2 separate regions of the Danio rerio genome follow, and region 1 is linked to region 2. The links are chromatin contacts, called in public HiCAR-type maps. All regions are on one chromosome and are shown on one strand. Each heading gives the region's core, a stretch centred on a gene start, on an enhancer-like site or on the middle of the called end of the contact. The rest is flanking DNA. Distances are from core to core; before and after follow the strand shown. Region 1 holds the start of fes (FES proto-oncogene, tyrosine kinase). Region 2 holds the start of furina (furin (paired basic amino acid cleaving enzyme) a).

Region 1 (4,039 bases), core at 761-3,260, 220 kb after region 2:
TGGAATAGTTGGTTGTTCATTCTGCTGTGGCGACCCTTGATAAATAAGGGACTAAGGCAAAGGAACATGCATGAAGGTTATCATGCCGTTATTTTCAGATAAACACAGCTAAAGTAGTTTCAGTAGAGCACAGTACTGTTTCATTTATCACTACACCGAATGATTTCAGCTGTATTTCACAGCTACAACAGTCAACAATAAAGTCAAAACAAATAGCTTTAGATGAGATGTGTGAGAAACTACTGCTAGTTTCAGCTGTTTGAGGGTAAAATTACTGATAAATGTCTTGAAACACAACAACTGAACAGTCTTTAGGTGTGGTAAGCAGAATAATCATCTCTAGTTTGTGCACACCTGAGGTAGCAGTACCTCGGCTTTGCCTTATTTTCTAATAACTCAATGGCTCAATGTCATTTATTTCTTACTTAATCTATAAAACTTAAAGCTAACATTTACTGTTTATCAAACAGGTTCTAATTCTACTTGTGTTAAATTAGTTAAAAAGGTAAAACTTAAGTTTTTAGTCTATATACATTTTTCTAAACAAAATTCTGTGCTGAAATTTCTCTGACTGTTTAGTTGCTAATGATTTGCCTATTAACCTAGTTAAGCCTTTAAATGTCACTTTAAGCTGTATAGAAGTGTCTTGTGATATGTAGTAAACAATTATGTGCTGTCATCATGGCAAAGATAAAATTTAAATGATTAAATTTCAGTTTCAGTTATTAAATGAGTGATTAAAATGAATATTAGAAATGAGTTATTAAAACGATTATGTTTAGAAATGTGTTGAAAAAAAGTTCTCTCCATTAAACAAATTGGGGACAAAAATGTACAAAGGGGTGAATAAATCAGGAGGGCTATATTTATGTTAACCATAGAATAATTGACTCTTGTTTGTTGAATTATTAGAAAACAAAGCACACCTGAGGTGTAATAGCACCACCTTGGCTGTGCATAATTTTCAAATAATTCAATGGTCTGTCATTGGTTATTTCTTACTTTAACTATGAAACTAAAATGTAATATTTATTGTACATTTGTTTACCAACACAGATTAAACTTTTAGTTGGTATATAGATTTTATTATTATTATTATTCTGTGCAGTAACGGCAAAAAAAAAAAGGCGGCAGTTTCTGTCTGACATACATGTCTTTAGTTGCTAATGATTTGTCTACTTAGTTGAGCCTTCCCTGTTGAATAATCCAGCTTAAACCAACCTAAGCTGGTTTTAGCTGGTTGACCAGACTGGTTTTAGAGGGGTTTTTGGCCATTTCCAGGCTGGTCAGGCTGGAAAATGACGAGCTAAAACCAGCTTGACCAGCCTGATTTAAGCTGGTTTTAGCTGGTCATCTTCCAGCCTGACCTGCTAAGACCAGGCTGGAAACTAGCCTGGAAATGGCCAAAACCCCTCTAAAACCAGCCTGGTCAACCAGCTAAAACCAGCCAACCAGCCTAGGCTGGTTTAAGCAGTTTTTCAGTAGGGTTTAAGTTGCATTTTAAACAGAGTATGTTGACAAATATCTCAAATGTACTGTCATCATGGCAAAGATAAAAGAAAGAAATAGTTCATTTAAAATGATTAAATTGGTTACTAAAACTATTAAGTTTTGTGTTAAAAAAAACTTTGTTAAATAAAAATTTGGTGACAAAAAGTACAGGGGGGCTAATAATTCAGGATCGGGGGCTAATAATTCTGACTGCAACTGCAGGCTATATAAATCTAAATTAGCTACCAAACGATATCACACTTTTGTGGTCAGTGGTCACAATAACAATAGCCAGCAGATGGGTTCTGCAATAGTATTGCTGGTGTGTAGCTCAGGTGTTGAGGTGCATTAGCGGTTTAATCCTGTTCACAGTGAGTCTGCGTCCTGCTTCATGTCTTCCTGGTTTTAACTCAACAGCTGCCGCCTGCAGCTTCATTCTGTCAACACTTCGCCCTGTTCGTCTCAGCATTCGGACGTTCTGTTCTGCATGATGATTATGGATAATTTTATCTTCCGCTTGTCCTGCTGACCGCGATAGTCTCTGCCGCAGGCAAACCTGAGGTAAGGATATACAGTACAGTAGGCTACAACAACTCGGAGCGCTAGTCGATCTATAGCCTATAAAAGATAGCCTAAGCCATATGAACAATATAGGCTAAGTTAGGCTATTCTTGTTGGGTTTGACACGTAGTTTTAAGAAAAGGCGGTTGAATCTTCTACCGTTGACGACTCGAGTTCGGTAACGTTAGAAGATATAACACTCAGTGACAGCACGGCGCCATCTCCTAACAACAATTCGCTTTTTTGTTTTACACTCCATTTATTTTTACATGTCATGAAATGTTTACAGTTTTGAACATCTGATATTTTTTGAGCGGATATTGTGCTGTTTATGTTTTTTTAAATTACACAAAATAAGATCTTAAAGAGATAGTTCACACAAATTAATAATCTGTCATCATTTAGGCCACTTTACTTTCTTGGCTTTATTACTTTTGTTAAACGCTGAAGACGATATTTTGAAGAAATCCATCGAAGACCTGTTACCACTTAACCTAGCCTACTGTAGTATTTGTTTCCTGCCATGAAAGTCAATTGTTCATCATGTTTAAACAAGTTAAACAAAATAAGATCGATAGTTCACGCTAAAATAAGTATTGTGTCATTATTCACTCACCCCTTTACTTGTTTGGCTTTATTTCATCTGTTAAACACTGAAGAAGATATTTTTAAGAAAGCTGCAGACCTGTAACCATTGACTTTTAAATTAGTTTTTCCTGCTTTGGAAGTCAATAGTTTAGTTTTTCAGTTTTTGTTTTCACAATATCCTCTTTAGTGTTTGAAACCACATGTGGGGGAGCAAATTTTCATTATTTGTTTTAAACTCCATTTATTTTTCATTGTCAAGAAAGGTTTACAGTTTTACACATCTGATTTATATTTGTATAAATTTTATATTTTACCAAATTACACAAAATACGAACTTAAAGAGATAGTTCACACAAATTAATAATCTGTCATCATTTAGGCCACTCACCCCCCTTTACTTTCTTAGCTTTATTACTTCTGTTAAACGCTGAAGACGATATTTTGAAGAAATCCATCGTTACAGACCTGTTACCATTGACTTTATTTGTTTTCCTGCTATAAAAGTCAACTGTTACATCATGTTTGATCAAGTTAAACAAAATAAGATCTTAAAGGGATAGTTCACACAAAAATTAATATTCTGTGCCATCATTTAGGCTATCACCCTATTTACTTGTTTGGCTTCATTTAATCTGTTAAACATCAAAGACGATATTTTGAAGAAAGCTGCAGACCTGTAACCATTGACTTTTAAATTAGTTTTTTCCTGCTATGGAAGTCAACGGTTTAGTTTTTTAGTTTTTGTTTTCACAATGGCTGTTTCTCAATATGCGTTCTTCAGCGGTCTTGCGTCCTCGTGTTCTCGTGCAACGTCATCATCAGTTGCCTAAGTTCAGTTCCAATACTCAAGATCGCAAGTACAGAGGACGCGTGAAACTTCCCGGATGTGATCTTGATATCGAGGACGCACTTATGCAGACTTGAGCAGCGAACTCGCTCTGGAAGTCCCAGAAGTCATTGCGACTGGAGGTGGGAAGCGCAGCATTTTATTTAGATGTATTATTAAAGCTCAGAGATATCATTTATTTACCTCAGGAGTTTCCGTAAAGGAAACAGTGAAAGTAAACATTACCATGAACATCTTAATAAAGGAATAAACACATTAAGGGTGTTTGTTTGCTGAAATTTGTATTAAAATCTGTTTTATTTATATTGTGCAGAGTATATTTATAATGTTTTTATGCAAACGTATATATTTTTAAGAGGGGAAAAACAATAAATCGTTGTATGAATGCTTTAATGTTGGAATAATTTCCATTTAAAGCGCGTGAAGGTCATGTGACCATCAGGAAGATCGCAGCATCCCATTTCTCAAAGGACACGTTCTCTGCTCTGCCCTCGCGCTCTCCTGAGTTCGTTCTTCCGAGGACACCTGGCAAGACCGGTCTCCACAAGAAAG
Region 2 (3,909 bases), core at 778-3,277:
ACAAACTACAGTGGCAACGTCAGTATTCTGGAGCCATAGTATCACGATAGTATTTTTTAGATTAAGAAAACTTTATTGATCCCGCAGGAAACTGGTAGTACTGGTAAACCGTGCAACCCTAACTTATAAAGATGTGATCGTGGGTTATTATATTAAGGATCGCTCTTTTAAATATGCTGGTTTTATTATAAACTTTATAAAATTTTATTATTATGTAAATTTCACATACATAAATCAAAGTTTGGCCAAAGCAAACCTCTTTTCATGGTAATAGAAAAAGAGATTCAAATGTGTATATAAAAGTGATTTCTAAGTCTAAAAATAGAAAATTAAAACAGTTGATATATGCTTCTCTTTTTACTTGTTTACATAAAATGTTTGTATATATGCATTTCCTGTAGTAAAAATAACTAAAATTGGGAAAAATGTGTGTAATATACTTGTATGTAATTTGATAATTATGTACCCTCTTCTCTCTGTGCTTTTTAAAATTGTATTTCTTTTTTTTTTTACATTTATTCTGTCTTGTTAAGAAATGTAAAATGATTTTGTTGTATAAGAAAACTGTACATGCTGGTTCTTGTTATTAATTAAAAAAATGCATAGGCATAGCACACAAACTATAGGGAGTGTGGGGCACAAAGTAATGCAGGGTAAATGTAACAAAGAGTTTTAAAGTATTTGCTCAGGGTTAACCATGGCATGCTTGCAAGGTTTTCACCACTGTGTCAGCAGACATCTTCCTGCCAATTATTGAAAAAGCTTTTCTATTTTATTTTAAATTTATTTTAAAAATAAGTTTATTTAAATTTATTTTAATTTTATTTATTTTTAAAAATCTGTGAAAGTATGAACGTAAAATCTTATATCGTCGTGATCATTGTCTTCTAGGCTAAAAGATGAAACCATTTTGAAAGATGTAAAAAAAACACAGTGACTGCTAGCCAGTTTTGAGGAAAACATGACAAAGTGAAGTTAGTTGTGTGTGTGTGTGTGTGTGTATATATATATATATATATATATATATATATATATATGTATATACATGTATATATATATATGTATATACATGTATATGTATATATATATATATATATATATATATATATATATATATATATATATATATATATATATATATATATATATATATTTGTATGTATGTATGTATGTATGTATGTATGTATGTTAATTGAAAATATTATGGATATATGGATAATAATCCAAATAAATCCAAATGTGTTTATCGAATAAATAAATAATAAATAAATAAATAAATAAACATACTGCGCTGTGTAGAATAAAAACATTAGACAATTACTGAGGAAATATAACTACTATTTAACGTAAAATGAATTAAAATTAATTGTGTGAAATCTGCCTTTTAAGTGTTACAACCTGCAGGTGGGGTGTAAATGGTAACATTTTTACTCCTGGCACTTTTGCCAATACTGCACAGAAACCATAGTTCCAGTGAATAATTCCAGTGCTTATTTGTAGGAGAGGATGGTGTGTTGTTGGTAAAAAATATGGTTTGTCTAACCACAATACTTTGATCATTATTTGGCCAAAACCAAAAAGTGTTCCTTTGTGCCCCGCTCTCCCCTATATCTAGGTGCATCATTTTCATGTTCATTTCAAAGTTAGCTTTGAATAAACTGAATAAAGCTTTATTAAATCTAATAGCCTACTGGCATATTAAATATTGACATCAAATATCCAGCAAAACGCGTGTGTTTTATATGAGCCACACAGGCGTATCCAGTAGATGGCGCAAGGAAATCAAAAAATACCGCGTGACGCGCTCAAGTGGACGCATCCTGACGTCGCTTCTCATTGCGTACATATGTGACGTATTTCCTGAGAAGCAGTCCGTAGACTACCTCTCCACTACAGTCCATTGGATAGAGGTGTATTTTTTTTATATCTTGTTTGTTTACTTGATTTCGCCGTTTGCAGCTTTCCGGCATGCGTCCTTAAGTATGTTGGCGTGCCGGTCCAAAGGTGGCTCAGACGAACCGGGTCTTAGTGATGCCGTAGCGTCGCGTTACGTGCGACAGAGCAAGCAAACCTATCGCAAAGTTTCGCTATTGTACAGCAGATGAGTGCGCGTGGACTTTAGGACAGTCCAGTACGTCAGGACACCTCAGCCTGTCCTTCTGACTACACTACTTTGCTGGTATCCTGAGTTAAGCTTTGTTTTGGGGACAGTGTTCGTCGTCAGTCAAACACGGAGGACTTTTCGTCGTGTCCGCTGAAAGGTTTAGTGGATTTACCGTGTGTCCAAGGAAACGGAAGATTACAAGCTGATGCTGTTGAGGTAAGAATTTCATTCAGTAGCCATTGACTACTTTAAAGCTGTTGTTTAGCCTAGTTTTGCTATAGTAACTTATTGGACTTGTTTTTCCAAACAGTGTTTGGAGTAAACAAAGCTAACGTTAATACATTACAATGTAAAGACACTTTTTTAAAAAGGAAAAGGTAGTTAAACGTGTTACTTACTTGGTTAACTTTTAATGAAGATAATGCGAACGTATGTGTTGTTTTTTGCTTTTCGAATGAGTCTTCATTTTAAGATTTTACTTTTTACCCACCACTGTTAACAAACCTGCGCGAACCACGTAAGTTAGGGAATGTTTTATGACTAACGTTAGCGTTAGCCTTTTGATGTATATAATACTACCTATCTTCGTCTTATCAGACGTAAGTTAGGCCTACTTTTAAAAGAAGATACAATTATGTACAGCTGTTATAACTTCAAACGTGGATAAACCAAACACACGTCTTCTCTAAAAACATTTGGACATTCAGGACGTCTTTTCGTTGTGATGGTTGGTTTCATATTTTGCTAGACAACACAAGCACGTTCCTTGTAAAAGGTGTATCATGTATGTTATTTCAGCTTTTAAATGAAGACGAATGATATTTGGGAACTTACACTGCAAACAATTACATTCAACTGGGCAATTTCAATTCAATTCTTTTTTTTTTTTTTTTTTGAGAATCAAATGACATGATTTAAAAAATAAGTATTTAATATATATTATTTTAGAACGTTTTAATACAATAATCACCAATATGAATGATAGCAATATTGATAATCACAAAAATGTCTTGGAAATGTTACTTGTGAGAGAAGCGTAATTTGTTTGCAAGGTTTAAGAAGGTCTTAAACAAGTGTTAAGTCTTAATTTGTTTTCCTCAATTTAGTCAAGGCAAGTTTATTTGTATAGCACATTTCATACACGATGGTAATTCAGAAGACTTTACATAAACCAGAATAAAAGACACAATAAAATAAAATAGTTAAAATAATGAAAAATTATTCCATTTAAATAATGTACATAAAAAATAAGGTAATTTCAATCCTTAAGAAGTTGGAAATCACAATACCAAGTGTAAATTTCTAACCTCATGGTATTAAATCGACTGCCAACATAAGCACGTTTGTAAAACGTGTATCATAAAATATTTTAAATGAGGACAATAGATATTTGTAAACTTGCACAACAAGCTATTATTTTCAATGAACATACAACTTTGTTGCTTATTGACGTCAATTCTTGTGTTTTTGAAAATCAAATGACATGGTTTTAAAATACGTATTTATTATATTTTAAAACGTTTTAATCCTAAAATCACAAATGATATCAATAAATATAATCACAAAAATGCCTCAAAGTTACTAATGAGAGAGGCATAATTAGTTTACATGGTTTAAGTAGGTGTTTAAAAAGTGATAGTTCTTAGTGTTAATTCCAAGTCTTCATTTTGCTCTTCCTCAATGTGAATCCCAACAGGAATTCTTCAATCTACAACATCATGGTGATAAATGTTGCATTGACTATCAGAAAATGATTTTTCAGTACAATTTTGCAACCAATTTAAAATCAAGATACAACTACTTGA

The links. HiCAR-type assays count read pairs that join an accessible place to other places.
Region 1: a contact with region 2 is called in a HiCAR-type map of caudal fin, with 9 times the contacts expected there. The contact joins the promoter of fes here to the promoter of furina in region 2. A contact is called at or near these places in 4 of 18 Hi-C or Micro-C datasets (caudal fin, embryo, hematopoietic stem cells and 1 more) and 1 of 4 datasets of contacts at active chromatin or transcription factors (caudal fin).

Annotation. Positions count from the first base shown.
Region 1 is chr7:14,215,445-14,219,483 of GRCz12tu, forward strand. fes (FES proto-oncogene, tyrosine kinase) reads left to right here and starts at 2,011. Exons shown (of 20, transcript NM_001199869.1): 1 at 2,011-2,052.
Region 2 is chr7:14,000,342-14,004,250 of GRCz12tu, forward strand. It overlaps furina (furin (paired basic amino acid cleaving enzyme) a), which reads left to right and starts at 2,028. Exons shown (of 16, transcript NM_001045106.2): 1 at 2,028-2,320.